7 separate regions of the Sus scrofa genome follow, and all the other regions are linked to region 1. The links are chromatin contacts, called in public Hi-C, HiChIP or PLAC-seq and promoter capture Hi-C maps. All regions are on one chromosome and are shown on one strand. The core of a region is the stretch at or near the end of the contact, and the rest is flanking DNA. Distances in the headings are between cores, read along the strand shown. Region 1 holds the start of BHLHE41 (class E basic helix-loop-helix protein 41). Region 2 holds the start of MED21 (mediator complex subunit 21). Region 3 holds the start of ETFRF1 (electron transfer flavoprotein regulatory factor 1). Region 4 holds the start of INTS13 (integrator complex subunit 13). Region 5 holds the start of KRAS (GTPase KRas). Region 6 holds the start of LOC110260584. Region 7 overlaps ITPR2 (inositol 1,4,5-trisphosphate receptor type 2).

What was found. Promoter capture Hi-C pulls out the DNA fragments that hold promoters and counts their contacts. Hi-C and Micro-C count contacts between places; a contact is called where the count stands out from the background. HiChIP or PLAC-seq counts read pairs in DNA pulled down with a chosen protein or histone mark.
Region 2: a Hi-C map of fetal skeletal muscle shows a contact between it and region 1, with 2.0 times the contacts expected there. The contact joins the promoter of MED21 here to the promoter of BHLHE41 in region 1. A contact is called at or near these places in 3 of 47 Hi-C or Micro-C datasets (fetal skeletal muscle, heart right ventricle and skeletal muscle) and 1 of 2 datasets of contacts at active chromatin or transcription factors (skeletal muscle).
Region 3: a contact with region 1 is called in an H3K27ac HiChIP or PLAC-seq map of skeletal muscle. The contact joins the promoter of ETFRF1 here to the promoter of BHLHE41 in region 1. A contact is called at or near these places in 2 of 47 Hi-C or Micro-C datasets (omental adipose tissue and skeletal muscle) and 1 of 2 datasets of contacts at active chromatin or transcription factors (skeletal muscle).
Region 4: a promoter capture Hi-C map of liver shows a contact between it and region 1, with 12 times the contacts expected there. The contact joins the promoter of INTS13 here to the promoter of BHLHE41 in region 1. A contact is called at or near these places in 2 of 5 promoter capture datasets (fetal skeletal muscle and liver), 4 of 47 Hi-C or Micro-C datasets (heart right ventricle, liver and skeletal muscle) and 2 of 2 datasets of contacts at active chromatin or transcription factors (alveolar macrophages and skeletal muscle).
Region 5: a contact with region 1 is called in a Hi-C map of liver, with 4 times the contacts expected there. The contact joins the promoter of KRAS here to the promoter of BHLHE41 in region 1. A contact is called at or near these places in 1 of 5 promoter capture datasets (liver) and 2 of 47 Hi-C or Micro-C datasets (heart right ventricle and liver).
Region 6: a contact with region 1 is called in an H3K27ac HiChIP or PLAC-seq map of skeletal muscle. The contact joins the promoter of LOC110260584 here to the promoter of BHLHE41 in region 1. A contact is called at or near these places in 2 of 5 promoter capture datasets (fetal skeletal muscle and liver), 2 of 47 Hi-C or Micro-C datasets (embryonic fibroblasts and heart right ventricle) and 2 of 2 datasets of contacts at active chromatin or transcription factors (alveolar macrophages and skeletal muscle).
Region 7: a contact with region 1 is called in an H3K27ac HiChIP or PLAC-seq map of skeletal muscle. The contact joins the enhancer-like site here to the promoter of BHLHE41 in region 1. A contact is called at or near these places in 1 of 5 promoter capture datasets (fetal skeletal muscle), 6 of 47 Hi-C or Micro-C datasets (adipocytes, embryonic fibroblasts, fetal heart ventricle and 3 more) and 2 of 2 datasets of contacts at active chromatin or transcription factors (alveolar macrophages and skeletal muscle).

Annotation. Positions count from the first base shown.
Region 1 is chr5:47,685,900-47,689,339 of Sscrofa11.1, forward strand. It overlaps BHLHE41 (class E basic helix-loop-helix protein 41), which reads left to right and starts at 1,763. Exons shown (of 5, transcript XM_003355541.4): 1 at 1,763-2,462; 2 at 2,607-2,670; 3 at 2,999-3,106; 4 at 3,429-3,440. The coding sequence starts at 2,401.
Region 2 is chr5:46,734,821-46,738,260 of Sscrofa11.1, forward strand. It overlaps MED21 (mediator complex subunit 21), which reads right to left and starts at 1,561. Exons shown (of 4, transcript NM_001243530.1): 1 at 1,504-1,561. The coding sequence starts at 1,545.
Region 3 is chr5:48,553,999-48,557,438 of Sscrofa11.1, forward strand. ETFRF1 (electron transfer flavoprotein regulatory factor 1) reads right to left here and starts at 1,591. Exons shown (of 3, transcript XM_003126426.5): 1 at 1,465-1,591. It overlaps CASC1 (protein CASC1), which reads left to right and starts at 1,644. Exons shown (of 16, transcript XM_021092191.1): 1 at 1,644-1,762. The coding sequence starts at 1,760.
Region 4 is chr5:46,822,717-46,826,156 of Sscrofa11.1, forward strand. INTS13 (integrator complex subunit 13) reads left to right here and starts at 1,794. Exons shown (of 17, transcript NM_001243595.1): 1 at 1,794-1,983; 2 at 2,920-3,155. The coding sequence starts at 2,931. It overlaps FGFR1OP2 (FGFR1 oncogene partner 2), which reads right to left and starts at 1,346. Exons shown (of 6, transcript XM_005664032.3): 1 at 1,030-1,346.
Region 5 is chr5:48,506,948-48,510,387 of Sscrofa11.1, forward strand. KRAS (GTPase KRas) reads left to right here and starts at 1,827. Exons shown (of 5, transcript XM_003126427.5): 1 at 1,827-2,034.
Region 6 is chr5:46,934,712-46,938,151 of Sscrofa11.1, forward strand. It overlaps LOC110260584, which reads right to left and starts at 1,671. Exons shown (of 3, transcript XM_021091237.1): 1 at 1,423-1,671; 2 at 769-1,382. The coding sequence starts at 1,671. The coding sequence ends at 810. ITPR2 (inositol 1,4,5-trisphosphate receptor type 2) reads left to right here and starts at 1,416. Exons shown (of 58, transcript XM_021092920.1): 1 at 1,416-1,761.
Region 7 is chr5:47,058,017-47,061,456 of Sscrofa11.1, forward strand. All of the region lies in intron 10 of ITPR2 (inositol 1,4,5-trisphosphate receptor type 2), which reads left to right. Among named protein-coding and RNA genes, the nearest start is that of ITPR2, 120 kb to the left of the region's middle. Within about 2 kb of position 1,510, at least 5 of the 83 cell types and tissues checked have an H3K27ac peak or open chromatin away from gene starts, as enhancers often do. A contact at or near this core is called in skeletal muscle, where this site is marked.

The DNA.
Region 1 (3,440 bases), core at 513-3,012:
TCTATAGGGGAGCTGGTGTTTCATTTTTTAAATTATTCTTCTTAATGGCATTATCCACCCCCCCCCTTTTTTTTGTCAATTTAGAATGAGAGGACAGAATAATACAGTGCTGCAGGTATATGCCGCTTTTAGGACTACGAATTGCCCTCCCCTCCAAAGGGAATTACTAACCCAATCATTTGGAAACAGAGAAGCTGGATCTAGGTATAAAATAAAATCAGTATTTCAAAAATACTTTTTTCTTTTTAAGTATGATCATTATTGAATTGCTTATTTGGTGCAAAATACGTCTCCCCATTGGAGAAAGTCGAGGGACCTTAAACGGCCCTCTGAGAGGACAGACCGCGAGCGTCTCCTCACGCTGGGGTGAGCTTGGGCCGCCGCCGCCGCCGCCGGAGTCACGAAGCCAGACGCCGCGCGTCTCCGCCCAGGACTCGGGAGACTGCAGCAGCGCGGCCGCGGCCCCGGCGGCTCCTGGAGGCGGGGAAGAGGCACGACTCCCGCAGACACGTGACCTCCTTCCAGCCGCCGCTTCCCGCGACCCAGATCCGTCCCCGGAACCCGCGCTCGGCGGGGCGGGCCGGGGGACACGTAGCGACGGCCCCAAGTCCCTGCTGCGCCCGGGTTCGCGTGCATTCGGCGTACTTCTCGCCTTGGTTCACGTGCCAGTGGCAGTAATGACTATTTCGGGGATCACCCAGGAGAATGCAGGCAGGAAAGACTTTTGGTTTGATATCTATGTAGATAGATAGATAGATAGATAGATAGATAGATAGATAGATAGATAGATAGATAGATAGATAGATAGATAGATAGGAGAGAGATTAATATATATTCTCCCTATCCCCTCCTGGCAGACCCAGTGGGGGCAATGGGCCCGGAGACCTGGGAATCCCGCAGGACGCGCTTTCCCTCGGTCTCCGATGTCCCTTGCGGCCCGCTGCGCCAGGCACCAGGGGCAGTGCGCAACTGCGGGCACCTCCCGGTAACTCTCACTAGCAGTGAGTCATGCTCCGGGGATGGCTCTGGGGAAAGGTAGCCCGGTTCGAGGTGGCCTGTGCTTTCCCCGAGCGGGGCACCGAGGCTGCAGGGCAAGCGCGCGCACGCGCACACGCGCGCGCGGGTTCCCCGTGCAGTGATGTGGCAGCAGCGGCAGGTCGGATCACGTTGCTGGCCCTGTGCTGGTACCCGTTTGAGACAGGATTAAGGAGGGAGGCTTTGGAGGTACCAGCGGTAGTAAACGTGGGCTCTGCACACTCCCGGCGTCTCTTATCACACGAAGGGGGAGGGGCGGGGAAAGTGCGCAGCGCCACCCGAGGCGCAGAGGGGCGGCGGGGCTTAGCGGGCGATTGGTAATGCTGCATTGCTTTTTCGCGGGAGCCCCTCTCTTGCCACCCCATCCTATTCCCCTCCCTCCCCGCCGCGTTCCTGAGGGAGCTCCTGAGAACCCAAACGTCGTCATCTGTGGCTGTGATTAGTGGCACCGCAATTCCGGCTGCTGCGGGAAGTTTGGACACTGTGGGGCAGAAAGACACTTGGATTGCGACATTCTGACCCAGTGGCTACATTTTCACTTATCTTAAATCTCTCGGGGAGCAGATTTCATGTTGTCCCTTTTGGGGGCAACCTCCAATCAGGTCTAGGGGTCCCCCCAGGCCACTGAGCGTAAGCAAACAAGTCTCCAAATTGTCCTTCGGGACTGAAGTTGACCCATCGCGAATTCTCTTTCTCTTTCCTTTCTCTGGTCCAAACCAACAGCACAGTCTGTGGAAAAGTAAAAAGCCACGTTCACGTTCCTATCCGTAAGGACAGACGGATTGAAGGAGTCGCACTTCCCAGCGGAGGAAGCCCAAGCTGCCCCGCACCCCCGGGCGCCCCCTCCCACTCCCCCAGCTGACTGCGCTGCCTTGGGGAAGCTTAATAGCCTGGCTGAAGTTGTTTTTCCTTTCCGGTGGCCCTGATCAGGTGTCCCCGCCCCCTCCCGCCGTCCGCCTTCCCTAGCAGCCTTCTCCCGACGCCCCCTCCTGGCCCGGCCCCTCCTCCCCCGCCCCCCTCCGGGCTGGACCGCGGATGGTACGTTCCGCACGTGAGCTGGGTGCTGGTCTGGCCGGCGACGCGCGTGCCCTGTGGCCAAACACTGCCCGGAGTGAGAGCAAACTACCAGCGCAGTGGAGCCAGCGCGAGTGTGCGTGCGTGTGTGTGCGTGTGTGTGCGAGAGAGCGAGCGCGGAGGGAGGGGGGGACCAACTGCTTCACACTTTCAACACTGCACTGAAGAGGGAGAGAGAGAGAGAGACTGGAGACGTACAGATTCCCCCCAGGATCTCCCAGGGCTACCGTCCCACAGATTATAGAACAGAACCCCAAAAATCGAAACAGAGGAAACGGACAGCGATTGAACATGGACGAAGGAATTCCTCATTTGCAAGAAAGACAGTTACTGGAACATAGAGATTTTATAGGGTAAGGTGCACGCACCCTTGCGAATATCTGTCTAGGCTTCAGTTTGATTTTTTTTTTTTTTTTTCTTCTCCAGAAAGTGGTATGGAGCGGGGAGGGCAGAGCCCCTCTCGGAATGGGTTCCTGATGCTGATTTCTATTTTGCAGACTGGATTATTCCTCTTTGTATATGTGTAAGCCCAAAAGGAGCATGAAGCGAGACGATAGCAAGGTAAGTGTAAGTTTCCGACGTTCCTCTTAACCTGCCTGGATAGTTAATTAGGGCCATTGATTTAACAGGGAAGTCTGCCCGCAAATATATTACAGATCTTGAGCTTCCCCAACTGAATTTTAAGTGGTTTGCTGGATACTCTCAGGGGGAGTTTAAACATCATACCTGAATTTAAATTGCATTTCAGAACAGTCCAGAGGAAAGAGGTTTCTTGGGCATAGTTTCTCACATAGTATGTTTTGGGGGGAGGATGGCAGGGTATTGTTAAATCCAGTGAATGAATGTTTAGTTTATTGTTTTCTCTCTTCCATGACTCTCATGTATTAAGGATACCTACAAATTACCGCACAGATTAATAGAAAAGAAAAGAAGAGACCGAATTAATGAATGCATTGCTCAGCTGAAAGACTTACTGCCTGAACATCTAAAGTTGACAGTAAGATGCACATTTTTATTCTTTGCTGCTCTCCAAGGGTGTGTTAATAGCCTGGTACTAGTCCCAGGGTTATAAGAATAAAATGTAAATATCACATGCCTTACAACTTGTGCTATAGTGGAGAGTTTCCTGCAAACTCAAGAGTAGGTGTTCACAACTGATTTCTTAATCATTTATAACCTGTATTGTTGAAGCTCAAGAAGTATAGGAATGGTACTTCTTTCAAAGTGCTTGCTTAAGTTGCTGAGCTGAATGGAAAGCCAGTCATGCCAAATGTGTTTTTAAGTAACCAAGTGCCCCCGTCTCTTTTGCACCACTGCAGACTCTGGGGCAT
Region 2 (3,440 bases), core at 311-2,810, 950 kb before region 1:
TTAAAAATTTTACAATTATGAGTCAGAAAAACACTAAGACTCCCTCCTAACAGCACTCACTAGCCCACTTTACTTCAGCACTTACAGCTGAAAACACTCGATTCAACTCCCTAACCATATACTGCTTTTGTGTCATTTATTTAAATGTCTCTTGAGTATATGACGTCTTTCTAATCAGACTGCAAACTCCTTAAGGAGCATCTCTCCATAAACATTATAGTGCTTCTACACATACTAGTTAACCTAGAGGCTTCTTTGCAAAATCAGTATGCCTACTTTTGGAGTAAAGGCCATATTCACTTTGTTCTTACTATCCTTCTGGCCAGGAGACATGGATGACTATGCGATATTTCCCCTAAAATAACATTTCTATCAAGTAGCATCATTACAATTTGATTTTGTAAAACCTCAAAGGACTGTCTCCCCAAGGTAGGTTGTTCAGTAGTCCAGAAAAGTCACCAAAGGTAGAATTTACCTTGGTGAATTCATCGACATTTAGGGGCTGGCCCTCATAGGCAAAGTAGATCAGTTTTTAACATGCAGATTCACACTCAATATGTGTACATTCACACTTATTGCTCACGTACAAAGACTGAGCAATAACAAGAATGCCAGCCTATTTCCTTCTAGTGAGAAAAAAAACTAGCAAGAGGTACCTGGATTTTCCTGTCAACATCTATAGGCATCTTCTCTGGGACATCAAATTACAAACAGAATGAGAGAAATGTAACTACCGATAGAAAACAATTTAGCTCTTAACGGTAATAAGCATATGAATCCCTTGGTTTGCATCACTTTCACTTCACATAACAGGAAAAATAATCAGAAGGTTCAAAGTAAGAGGGCCAATTACAAGATCTGACTTTAATAGGGAGTAGAACTTTTGGCAGACATTTTTAAAAACTTAAAGAGACAAGGATCAGAAGATTCACTATCATAAAGATGTCAGTTTTCCCCAAACTTGACTTACGCTGGGGGAGTGGCCAAGAGATGCAACGACCCTTAGTCTACAGGAACCAACCGAGATGAAACAAAATTACTCACTTTACCGTCACTCCCGCCCCAACCTGAAAATTTGGGCGAAGGATTACTCTTCGCTAAGGTCCAATCCAATGGTTAAGAACACGGGTTTCCCTCCAAGGGTTAAAATGTATGGGTGCGGGAGGGAGTTTCCGCTTCCTCTCTCTTCCCCGCAAGAGGGGCGACCCCATAAGCACCGCTGACAAGAAAATAAAGCCGTTCCTAGAAAACATGACAAGGCCGTGAGGCTTGAGACTAGGCAGGGAGACCCTCCACCTCGCAGGCTGAGGCCGCGGGCTCCCGCAGCTCCGCACCATTCCACCGGCCGCCTCGGCCTCACAGACCGCGGCGCCGCCTCCCGCCGACCCGAGCGTGCGTTGCGGAAAGACGCTCCCCACTTCCAAGCTTGCCCCCCAAGTCCCTTTTTCTAACTTGCTTTCCCTCAGGAAAGAAGACGGAGACTAATCGAGTACAATTGCTCACCGAGTTCACGGCGTCCTGCAGCTGTGTCAGGCGATCCGCCATGTTTCTCCCCGCAAACAAAGAGACGCTAAAGCAGCTGCTCGGATGCAATTGGGCAGCTTTGGTAAGCGTCACGACCAATCACAGGGCTGAGTTCGTGGAGGGGGTGGAGTCAAGCCGAACTCCACTCCCCGCGCTAAGCGGCTGGGCTTTCCTAAGGCTTATTTTTGTTCAGACCAGCTGCACCTGGGGGAAGCTCCGCTGGGCCCACGTTTAGTAATTTGGGGGCTTCTGGGGTGAGCCAATGTACTTTCTCATGGCTTTTAAGTAAACACTTTGTGGAGACTGGATTCGCGGTTTTTCTAAGTAAGTTTCCCTATCCTCTTTGTATCTTTTTTTTTTTTTTTTTCTTCTTTTTTGAAGGGCCGCTCCTGGAAGTTCCCAGGCTAGAGGGTAGCTGCCAGCCTACAGCAAAACAGACACAGACACAGCCACAGCAAGGAGGGATCCGAGCTGCATCTGTGATCTACACCACAGCTCACTGCAGCTCAAGATCCTTAACCCCCTGAGTTAGGCCAGGGATCCAACCCGCAGCCTCATGGATACTAGCCCTGGTTTGTAACCTGCTGAGCCACAAGGTTTGTATCCATTTTTAAACATCACCTTGAATACCTATTTTACATTGCTTTGGCTTTCTAGGTAGACCACATGGCCTACACAATGAACAACTAAAGAATACTTGGGAGTTCCCACTGGTACAGTGGATTAAGAATCCGACTACAGTGGTTAGGGTCTTCCAAATCCCACTGGTTCAACAGCTTTAATCCCTGGCCCAGGGAACTTCCACATGCCTGTGCGGCCAAAAAAAAAAGGGGGTTTTTTTCTAAGTTTTACTATTTTCATGTAAATTTTATGAATTACTAGAGTCCACATGGATTACTCCTCTCTCCTTTTATGATTTCGACACTTTCACATATGCCTTTTCATGGGCTTTTCTTTTTTTTTTGTTTGTTTGTTTTGTCTTTTTGCCATTTCTTGGGCCGCTCCTGCGGCATATGGGGGTTCCCAGGCTAGGGGTCCAATCGGAGCTGTAGCCACCGGCCTACACCACAGCCACAGCAACGCGGGATCCGAGCCGCGTCTGCAACCTACACCACAATTCATGGCAACGCCGGATCGTTAACCCACTGAGCAAGTGGCAGGGATCGAACCCGCAACCTCATGGTTCCTAGTCGGATTCGTTAACCACTGGGCCACGACGGGAACTCCTCATGTGCTTTTCTTGAATCCCCAACTGGAGCATGTGGTTTTAAGAACAGGACCCAGTATTATGAATCTCATCTTTTAAACACCCACTTTTGGTAAGTATGTTCTTTTAAACTATATTATTAAAAGTTTCAGACATGTCCAAAAGTAGAGAGTACTATTGTGAACACTCATGCACCCATCTCCCAGCTTCAATTATCAACGCATAGCCAATCTTGTGGTACTTTGATTTTTAAAACCTGTAGTGATTATTTTTTCCGGAAAAAAAAATCCTTAACAGTTCTTTAATTTGACATTCTAGACCCTTAACTACCTTTACTACCTATTCAGTCACAATGTATTAAACATCTAAACGTTCCAGGCATTAGGCTGAAATTCTATAAATAAGCATTTGTTACATTAGATTTCTTGCAATCCCCTACAGGTGTTCTGTTTCACACTGCTATGCACACCATATAAAACATGATAAATCTCTCTTTCTTGTATGAAAAGCCCACACTTCCATCCCTATACTGGTTCTGTTTCCTTGTTGATCATCCACTCAGCTTTCAAAACTCATTAAAAAAATTTTTTTTAATAAAACCTTTCCTGAAACCCTAAAATTAATTGCTCCCAATCTTTACCACAGTTATTCCTTGTACTTCTGTTATTGCACTAAGCATATTGAGGCTTCGTTATCCATACATGGCTCA
Region 3 (3,440 bases), core at 341-2,840, 870 kb after region 1:
ATCCATAGCAAATCCTCCTCCCTGGGAGGGAAGTCGGTGGAAAGGGAACTTGAGCAAGGCTCTCCTGGAGGCCCACCATTTAAAAGTTTTTTGTGATCACCACAACACCTCCTCCAACACCTCCTTACCCCCATTAGAGTTGACTGAGGTTTTGTATCATACACATTAGTAGCTGGGTTGAAATACGAAGAGAAAAACTTAGTTCCATACCAAAAAGCCTCAGAACCCTGTGATGTCGACATCAAGATTTTTTTTTTTTTTTTTTTTTTTTAATTTAGGGCCGCACACAACAGGTTCCCAGGCTAGGGATCCAATGGGAGTTGTAGCCGCTGGCCTATGCCACAGCCACAGCAAGGCGGGATTCCAGCGCAGTCTGCGATCTATATATAACCACAGCTCACCACAAGGCCGGATCTTTAACCCGCCCACAGAGCCAGGCCAGGGATCTAAGCTGGGTCCTCTTGGATACTAGTCAGATTCGTTAACCAATGACCCACAACTGGGAACTCCAACATTAAGATGTTTTTGCCACCAGGGATTTGGAGGTGAGATGTCATCACTATTACACAATCTGGGAAGCATGAACACTTTAACCCACAAAGACCAACTCAGTCAGCAATACTTATTTATTAATAATAAGTATAATAATATATTTCGTCAACGAAGGGATAGCCCTAATAAAATTAGAATTTAGAGATGAGACACGGCAATACTTTCAATGCACTAAAACAGCATTTAGGTCTAAAATCATAGACAATTCAGATAGGCTTTGGAAGAAGCTTAATTTCTCAATAACTTGATTTCTTCTAGTTTTCCTGTTGGTCTTTGCTGCCAAGAGTTTCTTCATGCGGCAGTAGACTGATAATCGAAGGGTTGTGCCACCGGTTTGTACAAATCTGTGACCTTGACCTTGGGCGCACATAACTGCGAGTCTTGCTGGTCTTAGAGAACTTCACTTGTAAGGAATACTTTACCCAGAACCAGCTTTAAATCATTTCCAGCTCTTGCTCAGAGCTCCTCTTAGGGAAAAAACAAACCCCAAAACGGCATATACCTTGCCCAGGAAGTAAAGAGAACCATGTGCAGGGAAGAAAGAAGAATCCAAAGCTCATTAACTTCGAATTAACCAACACTCTGGAATTAACCAACACTCTGGGAGCCAATTTATCTACCTTCTTATCTAAACTGTCAATAGAGCCCCGCCCCGCAGGTCTAAGCGGTGGCGGCCCAGGCAGCCGACCCGTGTCAACCACTCGATCCAGCTGCGTATAGCTGGCAGCTCCCTTCCTTCTCAAAACACCCGTACAGAAAGATACGCCTCAGCTCCACGTAAACAGAGTGACTGTCAAAGTCAAAAGGCGTTCAGAAACCCTTTCCCACACCGGCTGTCTTGCCCAGAGCTTACTTCGCCTCCAGACCTCAGAATCCGGAAAACAGAATTAAACGCCCCTGCGCTGCACTCACACGCTTTCCGGCTCGTCACTGCCGTAAAACTCTCTGGCCGCTCTGACTCCTCTGGCCGCTCACGGGGGCGGGGCGTTGGGAAGATGGGGCGATCTGTGGGGGAAGGGGGCGGGACGCCGTCCGGAAGAACCCCAGCGCGACTGCGCGGACCCAGACTAGCGGCTCCGCGCCCCTCCCCTGGGGCGCCAGGGGGCGGGGCTTGTCGTTCTGACAACCCAAGACCTCAGTCCACACCACTGTGAGCTCCAGGAGCTCACACCACTTGGCAGGCTGCGGAGGTGGTGCTTTCCTCGGCATGGTGAGCAGAGAAAGTGGGGAACCGCGTGAAGGGGCGAGCGTGGATTCTCTTGCACTGTATTAAATGATGTAATAAGAGCCTATCATATTTTATTAGAGGGGAGCGAGTCGACTTAAGAGAGAGCTTATACTCTTGGTGGGAGTGGGCATTCCCCTGATTTGTGGCCTTCGCAGACAGGTGGGAGCCCAAACCAATTTCCGTAAACGGGGAATGGTCATTGTGCCTAGGACACAAAGATGAATATTCCATCCACTCCCTGGTATGGAAAACAGACTCAGCAAATTAATTACAATACAGTTTTATTACTGTAATTATCAAAGTGACTACATTGGAGTAACACAAAGTTGGAAATGTTGAAATTGGGTCTGGAGAGGGGAGGGGAACATGAAAGGGAAGAGCAGTGCTTTTCAAGGAGTATTTTAAAGTATGATTATGAGTTTTTCAGAAGTGATGAGAAGAAATAGGGTGAGGAGACCATTCATGTCAGGGAGAAATGGAAAGGGATTTTAAGCAGACTTAAAGCTACTGATAACTTGAGAGAACCGTAAGCACCTATTTATTATTTCCCAGCGGGTGCGTAAGTTTTTTTATTCTTAGATGTTTCTCAAAATGTGGTTTCTGGAAAATGTGCTTCTAATACACCTGGAATATCTATTAAAATGCAGATTACAGGAACAGACCAGACTCCAGATCTACAGTATTAGTTTCCTAGGGCTGCCAAGTAACAAAATATCACCAGCTAAGTGGCTTAAACAAGAGAAACTTAACGTTTCACAATTCTAAAGTCTAGAAGTCCAAGATCAAGGTGCTGTCAGGGCTCTGCTCCCCCTGCAGGTGCTGAGGAGGGATCTGTTCAGACCCCTTTCCTACCTTCTGGTACTTCCTTGACTTGTGGCAGCTTATTCCATTCTTCGCTGGCATTCTCCCTGTATCTATGTGTCTGTGCCCAAATTTCCCCTTTTTGTGAAGACCTCAGTCATATTGGGTTAGAGATCCACCTCATCTTAATTACATCAGCAACAACCCTCTTTCCAAATAAGGTAAAATTCAGAGATACTGGGATATGGGACTTGAATGTATGAATTTTAAGAGGTTGCAATTCAACCCATAACATGAACTGAATTATAATTGGGAGAGGGAAGTGAGTGTGTATACTTTTAGCCCAGGAATATGTATTTTTCACAAGCATCTCACATGATTCTTATGCCCTCTGAACTTTGAGAAATACTCCACTACATGATGCTCTTATGATTTGCAAGAGGGGTGAGGATAGGTACTTATCCCAAACCTGCATCACATTAAAAGCACTAGTGAAGATGACAATTTGCCCACCTTTAAAATGTCGCTACTTGGAAACAGGGGCAATGCTATTTACGTATTCTGCTGTTATAGCACTCATTTCAAGATGGAAGTATGTTAAGTATTGATAGCAAATATTATCATATTTAATAATAAAATAAAACCCATATGCAAAAATTAAAATGAGAGCCAAGACTCTATTCTTCTTATTTAAAGCATCTCTAGCATCTCAGAGTGCTTTGTGTGTAATTCGTTAATAAATATCTGCTGAACAAATTAAATATGTGCACTTTTCAAGAAGGTATAATCTACTGCTTTGTGTCAGTTTTAAAACTGAATGGACACATGGACCAAATCAGGAAGTTACAAATAGTGTTGC
Region 4 (3,440 bases), core at 544-3,043, 860 kb before region 1:
TAAAAAACACTGCAAAAGGACTATTTTAAGTGCTTTGGGAGCACGGTGGTACTATCAGTGTCACCTGGAGGAATCTGAGAAGTCTATGAATTGGATCTTGATAGGTGCTTTTTAAAAAAAGGAAGAGTAAGCATTAAAGGCAGATGATGCAGCATATACAAAGGCTTGTGAAAGCGTTGGAGAAACAGCCAGTAGTCTGGCATGACAGGATACTGAGGTATTTGGAGGCGAGGCAAAAAAAGACGGAAAAGGTAAAGTGGATTAGGACACACAGTAAAAGGTCCTAAGTGATATACTTAACAATTTGGTCAGCAATATCGATACTAAAAAGGTGTAAAGAAAGGGTTGATATAAACAGATTTTGTATTTCAGAATGGCAGGGAAGGATGACGGTAGGGAAATCAGTTGGGGGTGGGCAATGATTCTGGTCAAAGAAGAAATACCATAGTGCAGTGAAAGTGGAAATAAGCCAAGGATGAGCCTTAGGTTCCTAATCTGGACAGCAGGATGGATACAGGTATACCATCATTTGAGATGAGATACAGAAGAAAGGCAGGAAGAAAACCAGGAAAAGATAGGATTCTTTGGAGGGCAGCTTCAAGGCAGTATGATTATCCAGGAAGAGAACTAGGAAAAGAGCAATACTTCTTGGAGGGCGGTTTCAAGAAAGAAGTAATGATTAACCAAGTCATCTTCTGCAAAGGGGTAAACTGAAAACTGAAAAGGACGCCTCTTCCATCCCTGCCGACCACCCCCACCCCGCCTCGCAAATGCTGAGCTCCCAGGTGGGTTAGGCAGGAAGAAAACAGAGACGAAAGGTGTGTCCACAAGATTTGGGCCAAGGGTTTCCATCAAACTTTCCGTACCTCAGCTCCGGAAAGACGGTCTCAGAGCTGAGAACAGAGAGGAACTACCGCGCCCAGGCACGGGCAGCCGGTGGTTCAAGAGGTGGGGCAAAGAGCACCGTCAGGGGAAGGAAGCTTCCGACTCTCTTAAACCCGCTCTGGTCCCTGGACTGATTCCACTTACTCTGATCTCAATCCCTCGCAGCCGTCAGCTGTGGCGACTAGGACTCAAAGCCTCTGCCAACGGGGACCTATGCACCCAAGGGAAGAGACTCCTCTCGCTTGTTCAGCTTCTTCAATAGCAGACGCAGACCCCAGCAGAGGTAGTGTTGGGGCAGATGGGAGGGTCATAGGTGATCAGTCCCATTACTGGTCAGGGTAAAAACCTCCGCTCACCGCCTCCGACCTGCGCTCTCAGAGCGCCTCAACCTCGCGAGACTTCCTCCCTCGCGTTACCGTGGGGGCAGAACCCGGCGATTTACTTGAGGCCTCTAGCTGACATGCGCAAGAGGTAGGGGCGGGGCACTTATACGTCCCTCCCCACTGATCCACATTCTGGCTTTTGCTCGGCCTCTCGCTAAGTCTCGCGAATTTTGCTTGGGGAAATCGGCCTGGGTTGGAGAGACTGAGAAGGGAGACCTGGTGGGAGGGCCTTACGCTTAGGGGACCGTGGCTGCTTTAGCTGGTGCTGTGGTTGGTACTTCGCTGTGGGGAGGTTCTCAGGTCGCCCGGATCAATCTTCCCAATGGGTGACTGGGAAAATTAGCGGATAGAAAATCCTGATGGTTGGAGGCATTCTTTTCCCCTTGGCTCCGCCCTCTTCCTGTTAGAGACCTTAGTGTCTGGCCCACCGAGGGGGAAGGGCAGCTTGGCGGGGCTGTCAAGGGCGCTTTGCGCACGCGCCAGTCCGAGTGTGTGAGTGTTTGTGTTCACGCGCAGGCGCGCGCGCGCTCCTGCATTTAGGAAGCCTGGGAAGGACCGGTGTGCTAGGAGATGAGCGGGGAAAACCTAGTCCCCGGTCTTTGGTACCAGACATTCCTGACTGTGCGCTGACCCTCCCCACCCAGCCAGCAGCCTTTTCCAGAGAGGCTGTGGTTCTTAGCCTCTGTTCGTTTTCACTGCAAGACCAGGCACGAAAGTAAGCGAACCTCGATCCTGAGATCTTCCCTATCCACTCACCTTGTACTTTCCACCCCCCACCCTCTGGCAGAGTGTGTCTAGGTTTCTCAAAGAAGAGTTTTGCATGAAGGGGAAATGCGTTTGAAAGCGGCCGGGCTGTAAAAAATCGGTTCGTTTTGATGAACACTTTTGCTCTGTTTACCATGTGCTTTTCGAATGTGAATTGTCTATTCGGTATAAGATTGTATTAGCGAAGCAAGGGAGTTTTTGTAAGAAAGTTTTAAAAGTTCTTTCTCCCATCAGTGTGATAATAGCACATAAGTTTTTCTGTTCTACATGATAAATTACTGTGGTGTTTCTAAAGCTAATGGGGAGAGTGTGAATTTGAGGTCCTTATCCTAATGCGAAAATCTAATAATGCAGTTATCCTAGGAAATGTTTATGTTTGGGGCTTCCCTTTTGTTGTCACTCCTCTTTCCAGTTTCCAAACCTTTTTTCAGAAGTCTTGAGATTTTTTTTGGAGGGAAGCCCAAAAATGCTGACCTGGGTTGGTTTGCAGGTTTTTATGTGATTGATGTCAACTCACAAGGATCATCAAAAGTGTATTTGAAGAGTATTTGTCGCTATTATGTGTTATGTAAGGGAAACAAGTACGATTATTTGTAGAAATGTTTTCTTCTGACAAATTTAAGTTCATTCCAAAAGCAAAAATATATATATACATGGGTTGTAATCTTGCCTGTGACAGGTTAATATGGTGTAGTTCATCCCTTGAATTGATAGTTACTCTATGGTCATGACCTCATTAAATTTGTCCTTTGTTGGATAAATTCCTTTGAATACTGATTGTTCATGTCCCCTACCAAATCTTCTTGAGGAAAAGACACATTCATTAGAAATAATTTAAGATAGTAAATGTTATGTATGTTTGGCTAATGTATTTTATCCCTTACAGGTTAAAACAAAATGAAGATTTTTTCTGAATCCCATAAAACAGTATTTGTTGTGGATCACTGCCCTTACATGGCAGAATCATGCAGACAGCATGTGGAGTTTGATATGCTGGTGAAGAATAGGACCCAAGGAATCATCCCTTTGGCCCCCATATCTAAATCATTATGGACTTGCTCAGTAGAATCTTCCATGGAATATTGTAGAATAATGTATGATATATTTCCTTTCAAAAAGCTGGTGAGTGTGAATACAAGTAAAATCATGATCTGGGGGATGTACTTAACTGCCTAGTACCTTCTTTGTATATGAGTTTGCTATAGATTTGACTTACAACTGTTTATTTACGACTTTAAAAATGTGGTCTATTTCTCATCAATCCTTTGAGGTAGCTACTATAATTGCTGGGACAGTATTCAAAGTATAAAATAACCAGAATGGAACAAACACTGACCATGGAGAATTGTTGCCAGCCTAAGCAGAAGGGATTTTGGTTGTAAGCACTTTGTCAAATTGTGTTTGTGT
Region 5 (3,440 bases), core at 577-3,076, 820 kb after region 1:
CATTTTTGCTTTTATGTTCAGCAGGATGGGAGCCACTATCAGTGGGGGAACAGAGGCATGAACACAATCTGACATGAAGGATTCTTCCTTTCAGTTGTGTCAATCTGGGCCCAATTTCTAGATTTGTTTCCTCTTCTGTAAAATATTTGACCTCATGAGACTGTTGTGATGATTAAATAAGACGATTTGTGCAAAACATTTAGCAATTACCAGACCAAGAGCGGCATTCTTTTCCCTTCCTGGTTTTCCACTTCTCTTCTGCCTCTTCCACCTGGTACCAGGTGTTAGGAGAGGGAGCCAGGAAGGAAACAGCCTTGCAGAGTACAGCCCACAGAAGGGGTAGGAAGAAAAGAGAGGCAGTTGGTATAAGGCCTAGGTTAACAGACATAATAGTAGGGATTTAAAATAACTGTTTTGGAGTTCCCATTGTGCCTCAGCAGGTTAAGAACCCAACTAGTATCCATGAGGATCCAGGTTTGATCCCTGACCCCGATTGAGGGATCTAGTGTTGCCCTGTGTTGCTCTGTAGGTGGCAGACACAGCTCTGATCTCTTGTTGCTGTGGCTGTGGTGTAGGCTGGCAGCTACAGCTGCGATTCTACCCCTAGCCTGGGAACTTCCATATGCCACAGGTTTGGCCCTAAAAAGACAACCCCCCACACCCCAAAAAAACACTTTTATTCATGTTTTATGATGTGGATTAGAGGGACAGAACTGCAGAGAGAGATTCAGATGGGTGGTCCTATTAGGTCTAGGTGCTGGTCTGCCAGGCCTCTGTCTTTAAAACTCTCCCAAACCTTTCTAGGTAGTATATCAACCTCTCAAACCTTTCTTGGTAGTTTATCAATGCAGACACTGGGCATACTAGCAGTTTTAATTGTTCCATTGTTTAATGTGTTAACTCCCTGAACGTTAACTTATTAATCTGTCTTCTAATTAATGTTTGAATGATTCTCCTCAGGTCTAGACTATTAAGGGCACTTCTATTTAAAAACAGTCTGTCTCCTGCTTGTGCCATCAGGGGCAATAGGTACCTCTGAGGTCGCCGTTTAGGGTGCCCCGTAATGGCTTCAGAAGGTTCATAAAGCGACAAAGATCAGACCCCCTCCCCTTAACAGTGATGAAAGGACGTGCTGCTTTGTTGGGACCTGGGGCTAGTACGTTCCTGGTCCCAGAGAGTGCAGAATGGTAATCTCCAAGGCGTGCTCGCACAGCCGGGGGCTGGGGAACTGGGGGCCCAGTCTCTCTCTAAGTCACCCACGTCGCCTCCCACTTTCGAATACTGCTTGTTTATTTACTTGCAGTAAATGATAGTGAATGAATGTGCCCAAGCGTAGGCCGACCCCAGGCGAGGTGGGATTTTCGCAGCTTCTCCGAGTGGACCCCACAGGGGCGCGGCAGGGGTCCCCGTGGCGTCTCCCGGGTGCGCGAGTCTTGAGTCCGCAGCTGCGGGCTATGAGCTGCGGCGGGAGCCTGGGGGCGGGCCCCGCGTGGGGCCACCAGTGCCCCCTCACGCGCGCCCGCTCGCCCGCCCAGGCGCCGCCCAGATCTCCCCACAACCTTGCTCCGCCGGCCGCGCGCAGCCACCCAGCACCGCCCCTGCCGCCCGCTTCTTCAGCGGGCCGGGCCCCCGCCCCACCTCCGCCAGCCGGGTCCGTCCCCTCCCCAGCCGGGCCCCGCCTCCTCCCTCTCCCCGGCGGCACTCTCTCTACCCTCTTTCCACACCGCCCTCAGCCGCTCCCTCCCCGCACGCCCGTCTGGAGAGGAATCGAGCGCCGAGAGCATCGATAGTTCTGCCCTCTGCGGCCGCCTGGCCCCGAACTCATCGGTGAGCTCGGAGCTCGATTTCCCTAGGCGGCGGCCGCGGCGGCGGAGGCACAGCGGCAGCGGCGGCGGTGGCGGCGGCGGCAGCGGTGGCGGCGGCTCGGCCAGTACTCCCGGCCCCCGCCATTTCGGACTGGGAGCTAGCGCGGCGCAGGCACTGAAGGCGGCGGCGGGGGCCAAAGGCTCGGCGGCTCCCAGGTGCGGGAGAGAGGTACGGAGCGGACCACCCCTCCTGGCCCCTGCCGGGGTCCCGACCCTCCTCGCCGGCGCCGGGCGGGGCCGGCGGCGAGTGAATGAATTAGGGGTCCCGGGAGGGGCGGGGAGGGGGCTCGGGCGCGGGGCCCTGGCGGGCGGGCCGGCAGGGTGGGGGGGTCTGCAGGGGGAGGCGCGGGGACGCGGCGACGCGGGGAATGAGGAATGGGCGGTGCGGGGCTGAGGAGGGTGAGGCTGGAGGCGGCCGCTGCTGGTGCTGCTTCCTGGACGGGGAACCCCTTCCTTCCTCCTCCCCGAGAGCCGCGGCTGGAGGCGGCCGGGGAGAAACTCGCGGGCCGGGCGGGCTGCCCCTCGGGGCGGTCGGGTGCGGTGGAGGTTACTCCCGCTGCGCTCCGGCCTCCCCTCCCCCTCGTCGTCCTTCCCTCTCTGTCTCTCCCTTCGCTCCCGCACCTCTTCCTCCCTTCCCAGCACTCGGCTGCTTCGGTTACTGCCTTCTCTGCTGCATCTAGCATCTCTCGGACGGAGGTATAAACTTCTCCCTCGAGCGCAGACTGGATGGCTAGTGGCCCCTTTCCGTGTGTAGGGGGATATGGGAGTAATAGGGGAGGTCACGTTTTGGAAGCGCAAAGAAAAGTGCTTAGAGACCACTGTTTGAGGTTATTGTGTTTGGAAAAATGCATCTGCAGCTGAGTTCCTGACTGCTCCCCTCCCCCATGTATGGGCTGTGACATTGCTGTGGCCACAAAGGAGGAGGTGGAGGTAGTGATGGTGGTGGAAGAACAGGTGGCCAACACCCTACAACGTAAAGCTTGTGACTTAGTGAAAACGAAAAAGTTAATCCCAGAAGGTCTATTTGCTTTGTCAAGTTAAAACACACGCAGAAAACCCGCAAAGCAGAAGCAGGGCTTTTTCTTTACTAGTGGAGTGTAGACAGCGATAGCTAAAATCGTACCTGAAGTTTAATTTGCCCGTTGTTGTCCTTTCCCCCATCTCTTCTGGATTACCTCATGCTTATAAATTTGATCCGCATCTCAGGAGTTATTACAGCCCTCCAAAACAGCACTCACAATTTTTTTTTTTAACAAGAGGAGTTAATTGTAGCAATCTGCCAGCTAACTGTCTGAAATACTTATAGACATGTGCATGATAGTTGAAGTCCTAAACTAGCTTTCTCAAACCTTGATATGGTCAAAACAAGGAGTCAAGAACAGAAAGTTATTTTCTAATTTTTACACAATGTATGTTACATCTGTAATGGAAAAACATCATTAAAAAAGAAATTGCAAAGGGAAAAAGTCTGTTCGCAATCATCATCTCAGAATCAACCCTCTGAGTGATGTCATTCTTAGGTGACTAAGGTCCAAAATGCTGACTTGAATATATAATAGACTATAGACATTAAGT
Region 6 (3,440 bases), core at 421-2,920, 750 kb before region 1:
TATTCTTTATCCTGCAGGCTTTCTAAACACAAATTTCTGAATATTAAGCTTATTCTTTCATATTTCATAATGTGATTATAAGTCTCAACCCAAACCATCTTCAAAGTGTAAGAGAGCCTCAAACTGTAAATTTAAATTTTGGTGAGTTGCACAATTGGGCACACATTCTTTACAAGCCCTGGGTTCCTCCATCTTTCAGCAAACCTTGCTCCAGGGGGAATTACTTTGGTCACAAATTCTTTGATTGGGTGGCTAGTCAAAACTGCCACCCAGAGTTTGCCTTTTTCAGGTCTTCCAGAAAGGTAGGAGAAAAATCTAACATGATGAGGGTTACAAAAGCAACAGAGAAGGTGTGGAAATGTGCCCGGCCTCCAGTTTCATTTATGATCGCTGGAGCTTTAAGAGTCAGAAACTTTAAATGTAAACAAAGCGGGACAGTCAGTAAAAAGGTGACAGCGGGCTCCCGGAGGTGGGAGGTTAAACCTGGGCTTGGGTTTAAGAGAAGGAGGCGCGGCCTTGGGAGGCTTAAGAGAAAGTTCACTGCCATAGGTTGGCTTAAAAAACTGCTGGCTCGGCCAAGTGACGTTTACCTCGCGTCCACCTGGACAGCTGCTGACGGGTCAGGTTTCACTAACGCCCTATACTAGAAACAAAACCCCAAACTACACACTTCATATAGAGCAGACCCTCCATCTCCCTTCCTTCCCTCTCCTTCTCTTTATTTTCTTTCTTGTGTATTTTTTTTAAATGTCTGTTTTTTCCCTTTACCTCAACACCTTCCTCTCCTCTTTGTCAGCAAATTACCCATCTTACTCCGGTTCCACCTTTTCATCTCCGAGGGGCATCGCGGGCTCACTCTTGCTCTGGTCCTGCGCTCCCTCTCCATCGCCAATTCTCATCCTCCCCGCCTCCTTTAAGACCCGGGAAAGGGTCTCGGCCCCGTCATCCTTCACTTTTCTGGGAGGGAACTGTCGCACCTCAAGTCTAGCTAGCCTCTCCCGGGGCGGGGGGCCCTCCGGGGCCCACTTCCCGGCTCCGGGCCCCCGCAGCCCCTCCAGCGCCTCCCCGCGTTGGGTTAGCGCGCGCCGCAGCTGCCAGGGTGGCCTGGCCCCCCATATTCGCCCCGCCCCGGCCCGGCTCCACCCCCGGCCGCCGCCGCCTGATTGGCCTGCACCCCCTGCTCTAAGGGCGCCTCTCCTCCCCTTCGCCCAATGGGCACAGGCACCTGGTCCAAAAATTCCCCGGAGAGGACCTAGGGGCTCTGCAAGCACTAGCTTCTGCTCCGCAGCGGGACAGCAACGGTGGGGCGCGGAGCCTGAAGGGGACGGGGAGGGGGAGCGGAGGAGGGAGGAGGAGGAGCAAAGGTGTTGGAGAGAAAACTTCTGAAAGGAACAGGAAACCTGCCGGGGAGGCAGCAGCTACGGCTCTCAGGGCGTCCGGGCCGCGCACGTCTCTGGGTGCCCTAAGCTGCGGCTTGCTCCTGGAGGTTCCCGGGTGCGGGGCAGGGCTGAGCCCGACACTCGATCCCTCGGCGGTGTCCACCGTCGCCGCCGCCGCTCTGGGCGCTGCAGGAGGGCGCTCCATTCCGCCTCTGCCGCGGTGGCTCGCTGGAGAGGGCGGAGAGGGCACAGGGAAGAGGAGGGACGTCTTCTTCCGAGCATGAAGCAGCATGTCCGATAAAATGTCCAGCTTCCTCTATATAGGGGACATCGTGTCCCTGTACGCGGAGGGCTCGGTCAACGGCTTCATCAACACGCTGGGGTAAGTCGGGGCGCGGGCTGGGGAGCGCTGGCGCTCGGTCCCCTCGGAACCCATCCCGGTCCCTCCTGGCGCCGCCGGGTCCTCGGGCGCCAGCTCCCGCCTTGGGTGGCGGGGCGGGCGGGCGGGCAGGCTCTGCGCCGGCGGACAGCGCCGTGCCTTCGGCTCGCTAGCTCGCAGGAAGCTGCCCCAAGAGGCTAGACTTTCTCAGCAACTTCGTAATCTCAAGCTCAGAGACTCTTCTGAAAAGGAGGAAGTGATTCAGAAGCCCGGAGACAGGCCGGGAGAAGAAGTCTTCGTTGGCTTCTCCGTGGGTTGTTTTGATTAAAACATTTCTGTTTTGTTTTGTTTTTCCCTTGGAGGTGAAACAAAACGCCCCCTCTCCGCTTCTTTGCTCGCCCCCACTCTCAAGCCCCTGTCCCTCAAGGCCGGGTTTGTAAGAGCAATCGATGAAAAGTCCGTGGCCTTGGACATGAAACTTGGGCGATGTAGTGAGCCGAGAGTGGCTTTGCCCTGCGGGAGAAGCTCACCGTCCCCGCTTCCCTGAAATAATTTCCTTTCAGCTTTGCGGAACGGGGACTTGCCGCGCCTCGCAGGCAGCTCGGGGACGTCCGCCGCGCGGCGACCCTCAGAAAGCACCGAAGGCCTCCGGCGTTATGGAACTCACACCTGCTTTCTCCCCTTCCTGGGCCTTGGCCCACTGAAAGGCTGAACCCCTCCTGAGACTCAGCCAAGTGCAGGGCTCTTAAGGTTTGAGTTGATTTATGAATGAGGGAAATATATATATAAACATAATCGTGTGTTAGATGGTTAAAGAGGACTTCCTTGATTACTAGTATTTTCTCTCTGTCCTGATGGTGAGTACCAGTAAGTAGTTTAAATGCGCACTGCTTTGTATTTTATGCATACTTTTTTGTTGTTGTTGTTTTTTGGTGGCCACCTGATATCAGTAGCTAGACTCCCTAGTCTTGGAGATTTCAGGCTAAGGAACTGGTGTTGCCACTTCTGGCTGTTCACTGTTTTCTGCTCCTGGGATTTAGGGCACATGACTTAACATGCAGTGTCCCCGGATGGTGACTTTGAGCCATGCTGAGCCATGCTGAGAACAGTTTCTGTTCTTTGTTCATCTCTCCTAATGGGTGAAAGAAGGCAGGTAGATTTAATTGAATCCTGGTAAGACCGATGCTAATTAATTGTGAAAATAAAGCTTGGAAGAAAAAAGCCATGACAAGTGCTTGTGCTGGGTTTATAAATCTTAAGCTACCATTTGTTTCTGAGAGATTTCATAGTACGAGTCCAGTGTTTGCGACCCCAACATTTTGCAGATGAGGTCTGCTACACCCCACCCTTCTCTGTAGACTCTCCAGGTGTGTGTAATGGGGAGGTTAAGGGGGAAGGGCTCCAGGGGGAGAAGCTCCAGGGGGAGAATGCTTGGGGTCAAATCCTGGCTTCTCCACTTGTGAACTTTCTGACCCCAGGCAAGTTACATAATTGCATCTCAGTGTCCTCAGGTCTGAAAAGAGAAGATCCTGGTTACTACCTCATAGGGTTGTGCTGAGGAAGAAGTGAGTTAATATATGTAGGACACACAGTACCTGGCTCATAAGCACTTGTATAAAGTGTTAGCTATAGTCATGATCACTACCTTCATAACTGTGAGTCACAAGTGCAATAGTTACACT
Region 7 (3,440 bases), core at 260-2,759, 630 kb before region 1:
TTTTTCTCACATTATCCTCCATCATGTTCCATTACAAGTGACTAGATATCCTTCCTTGTGCTGTACAGCAGGATCTCATTGCTTATCTGCTCCAAATGCAATAGTTTGCATCTACTAACCCCAAATTCCCAGTCCATCCCACCCCATCCCCCTCCCCCTTGGCAACCACAAGGCTGTTCTCCAAGTCCATGAGTTTTTTCTTTTCTATAGAGAGGTTCATTTATGTCACATATTAGATTAGAGAAAGAAAATATCATATGGTATTTGTCTTTCTCTTTCTGACTTATTTCACCTAGTGTGAAAGTCTTCAGTTCCATCCATGTTGCTGCAAGTGGCATTTTATTCTTTTTCATCGCCGAGTAGTATTCCATTGTGTATATATACCACATCTTCGTTCATCTGTCAATGGACATTTAGGTTGTTTCCATGTCTTGGCTATTGTGAATAGTGCTGCAATGAACATAGGGGTGCATGTATCTTTTTTCGATGAAAGTTTTGTCCAGATATGTGCCCAGAAAAAAACAGAATTTTTGGTCTCAGAGTTTTTGGTATTACTTATCTACCTTTGGTTTTGGATGTGAGGGAGGGTAAGGGAGTGGGGGTGGGGAAGTGATGAGAAAAAGGTTGTGGAAACACAAAGTTTCTATAAACATGCTAACCCTAAAATAGAACTCAACCCCATGACCCTCTCCATTATGTTAATCTGTGATAATTTTCTTTATAGTACTTCCCACTGTCTCACTTATTGTGTGTTTTATTTTATTGACGTTCTCTGTCAGAATGAACACTCCACAAAGGCAGGTTTTTTATTTTTTATTTGTTTTTTGTAACATTACCACTGTGTCCCCAGCACCTCGGACAGTGCCTAATACTTAAAAAGCATTTGGTGACTATTTTTGAATGAACAAATTGAATACGAAGAAACTATTCAGTCTTCTATAAACTTAGAGGATGGGAAGAAGAAAAATTTGAAATTTATATACTTGGGCAAATTAATCTCACTAAGTTCCCATTTCCTCCCCCTGGAAAATGAAGATAATCACAATGCTTGTGTAATAAGACTATTAAGAGAATGAAATGAGGTCAAGTGCTTGGCATGATGTGTAATCATTGTAAACATCTGGTAAGGGATGCCAGCATGACTAATTTTATTAGATGATAAATAGAGATGGTCCTTACTTTTAAAAATATCTGACTCATTTTTAGTGAATCCACTCAATGAAATGAAATAGAGCTTTGCAATTTATGGGCTGTTTATACCATGAATGTTCTGAAGGGACGTCTTTGAAGAAGTAGCTCTTTGAAAAATTAAGCAGTAAGGTAGAGAATCTTGTCTGAATTAAGACTTAGAAGTCTACTGGATATTCTATAAAAGACTAGAAATTAGAATTAAAATTCTCTTGGGAATGGTAGAAAATTCTACCTTTGGAAGAGGATGCAATGAAGGTATAGGGAAGGGTATCTCCTTGATGGATGAGTAAGGCAGATTGGGAAGAAGTGAAGTATGTTCAGGCAATGAGGACAAGGAGCTGTGTGGCCTCATACAAACTAGTGTCATGTGGCTAATTCATGTGTTATCACACATAAGATGTGTGTGAGTTTGGAAGTGATGCTTGAAGGTGAGAGGGGAGTAGTGGAGCTAGAAAGGTCGGGCTGCTGGTTTTTTCAGACCATAAATATTAAGCCAAGGAGAATGGGTTTTATCTTTAACAGAAAGAGCAGGGTACTAAGGAATTTCTGTTCAAAGAGGACCACTCCAGAGTGGCACTGGAGTGTCACCACCAGTGACATGTTGACTACTGGAAATTAATGTTCTTAAAATTAAGTAAAATTAGAAAGACCGGCAGCCTGAGAAGTGAGAGAAGCAGCTGGAAGGTCAAATGGGCTGAGTCACAGATGCCAAGCAAGGGAAGATAGAGTTTCAGTACGAAGGGAGTGTGCCCGAAAAGGTCAAGAACAAAATGTCTTTACAGCATTTGGCAAGAACATGATTATCTGTGACTTCGCTGAGAGCGTTTTTTAGTGGAAACTAGAACGCAGTGGGGTGGAGGAAGGATCAGGAAGTGGAAGGAAGTGTGGACAGAGTTTTAGTATAATAATGGCTGCAAAAGGGGAGAAACAGTAATAAAAGGAGTGGAAGAGTCCTATTAGATTTTTATAAAGTATTTTTTATTTTATTTTTTACTGTAGATGTTTTTATTATGCTAAAATATGCATGACATAAGCCTCACCTTTTCAGCAATTTAAAAAAAATTTATATTTATTTTTTCGCTATAGCTAGTTTACAGTGTTCTGTCAATTTTCTACTGTACAGCATGTAGACCCAGTTACACATACATGTATAGATCCATCCGAAGTGATTATGATTTTTATAAAGTTTTTTTAAAATGTAAGATGGCTGAGCTGTTTGGGTGTGAAAGGGAGGACCCTATCAGAGGGCAGGATTTGGTAGCATATTACTCTCCCCCCTGCCCCCAGCTTTTCCACTCTCAACACACCTATTTGTAATTTGGAATATTAATTTAATATGCTTGAGGCATTCTTGGGAAATTGGATGATGTAATTCTTGAATTGCCTTTGCATTTGTGGTGTTTATATTGGCCAGAGTGGCAAAGAGAGTTTAGTGCAATGGGAAGAAAAGCCCCAAGTATACATACACTCACAATCTCTCTGCCTTTAAGCAGATTTTTAAGCTTTCTGAAGCCCAGTTCCCTTGTGTGTAAAAAAGGTGACAATATCTGTTCTATGGGATTGGTAGCAATTAAAGAATATGTGAGTTTTCAGCGCCTTGTACATAGAAGGTATTTGGGAAGGGTTAAGTCCCTTCACTTTCAATGGGAGGAAGGGGACAGAAAATGTGAAGTAGTGTTTATTATTATTATTATTATCAATTATTATTTTAAAACTTATTTTTATTATTTTTGTTATCCAGAACTGGTATTTCTTTGTCAGTCAGGTGACTTAATAAGGGAAAAAGTTTAGGGACTCACCCCTGGCTACCTTGTGCCTAGAACAGTGTCTGATATTTAATTTACATCTAATAAATATTAGATGGTCTATTGAATTAATCATAGAGACACTGAGGTTATCAGTACAATCATTTCACTTTACAAAAAGGAGACCTGGGCTCAGAGAGGTGATTTGTTTTGTCCAAAGTTAAAAAAGCAAAATAATGATAGTAGTCAGGCTGAACCCTCTGCTTGTAGAGTTTCATCTGTTGTCAGTGGTTCTCATTGGAGGATGAACTTGTTCCCAGGGGACATGTGGAGACATCTTAATTTTAAAATTTTTAGGGCCACCCCTGTGGCATATGGACATTTCTGGACTAAGAGTCTAATCAGAGCTCTAGCTGCCAGCCTACAGCACATCCACAGCAGCGTTGGATCTGAACTGCATCTGTGGTTTGCCACAGCTCATCACAACACCAGGTCCTTAACCTG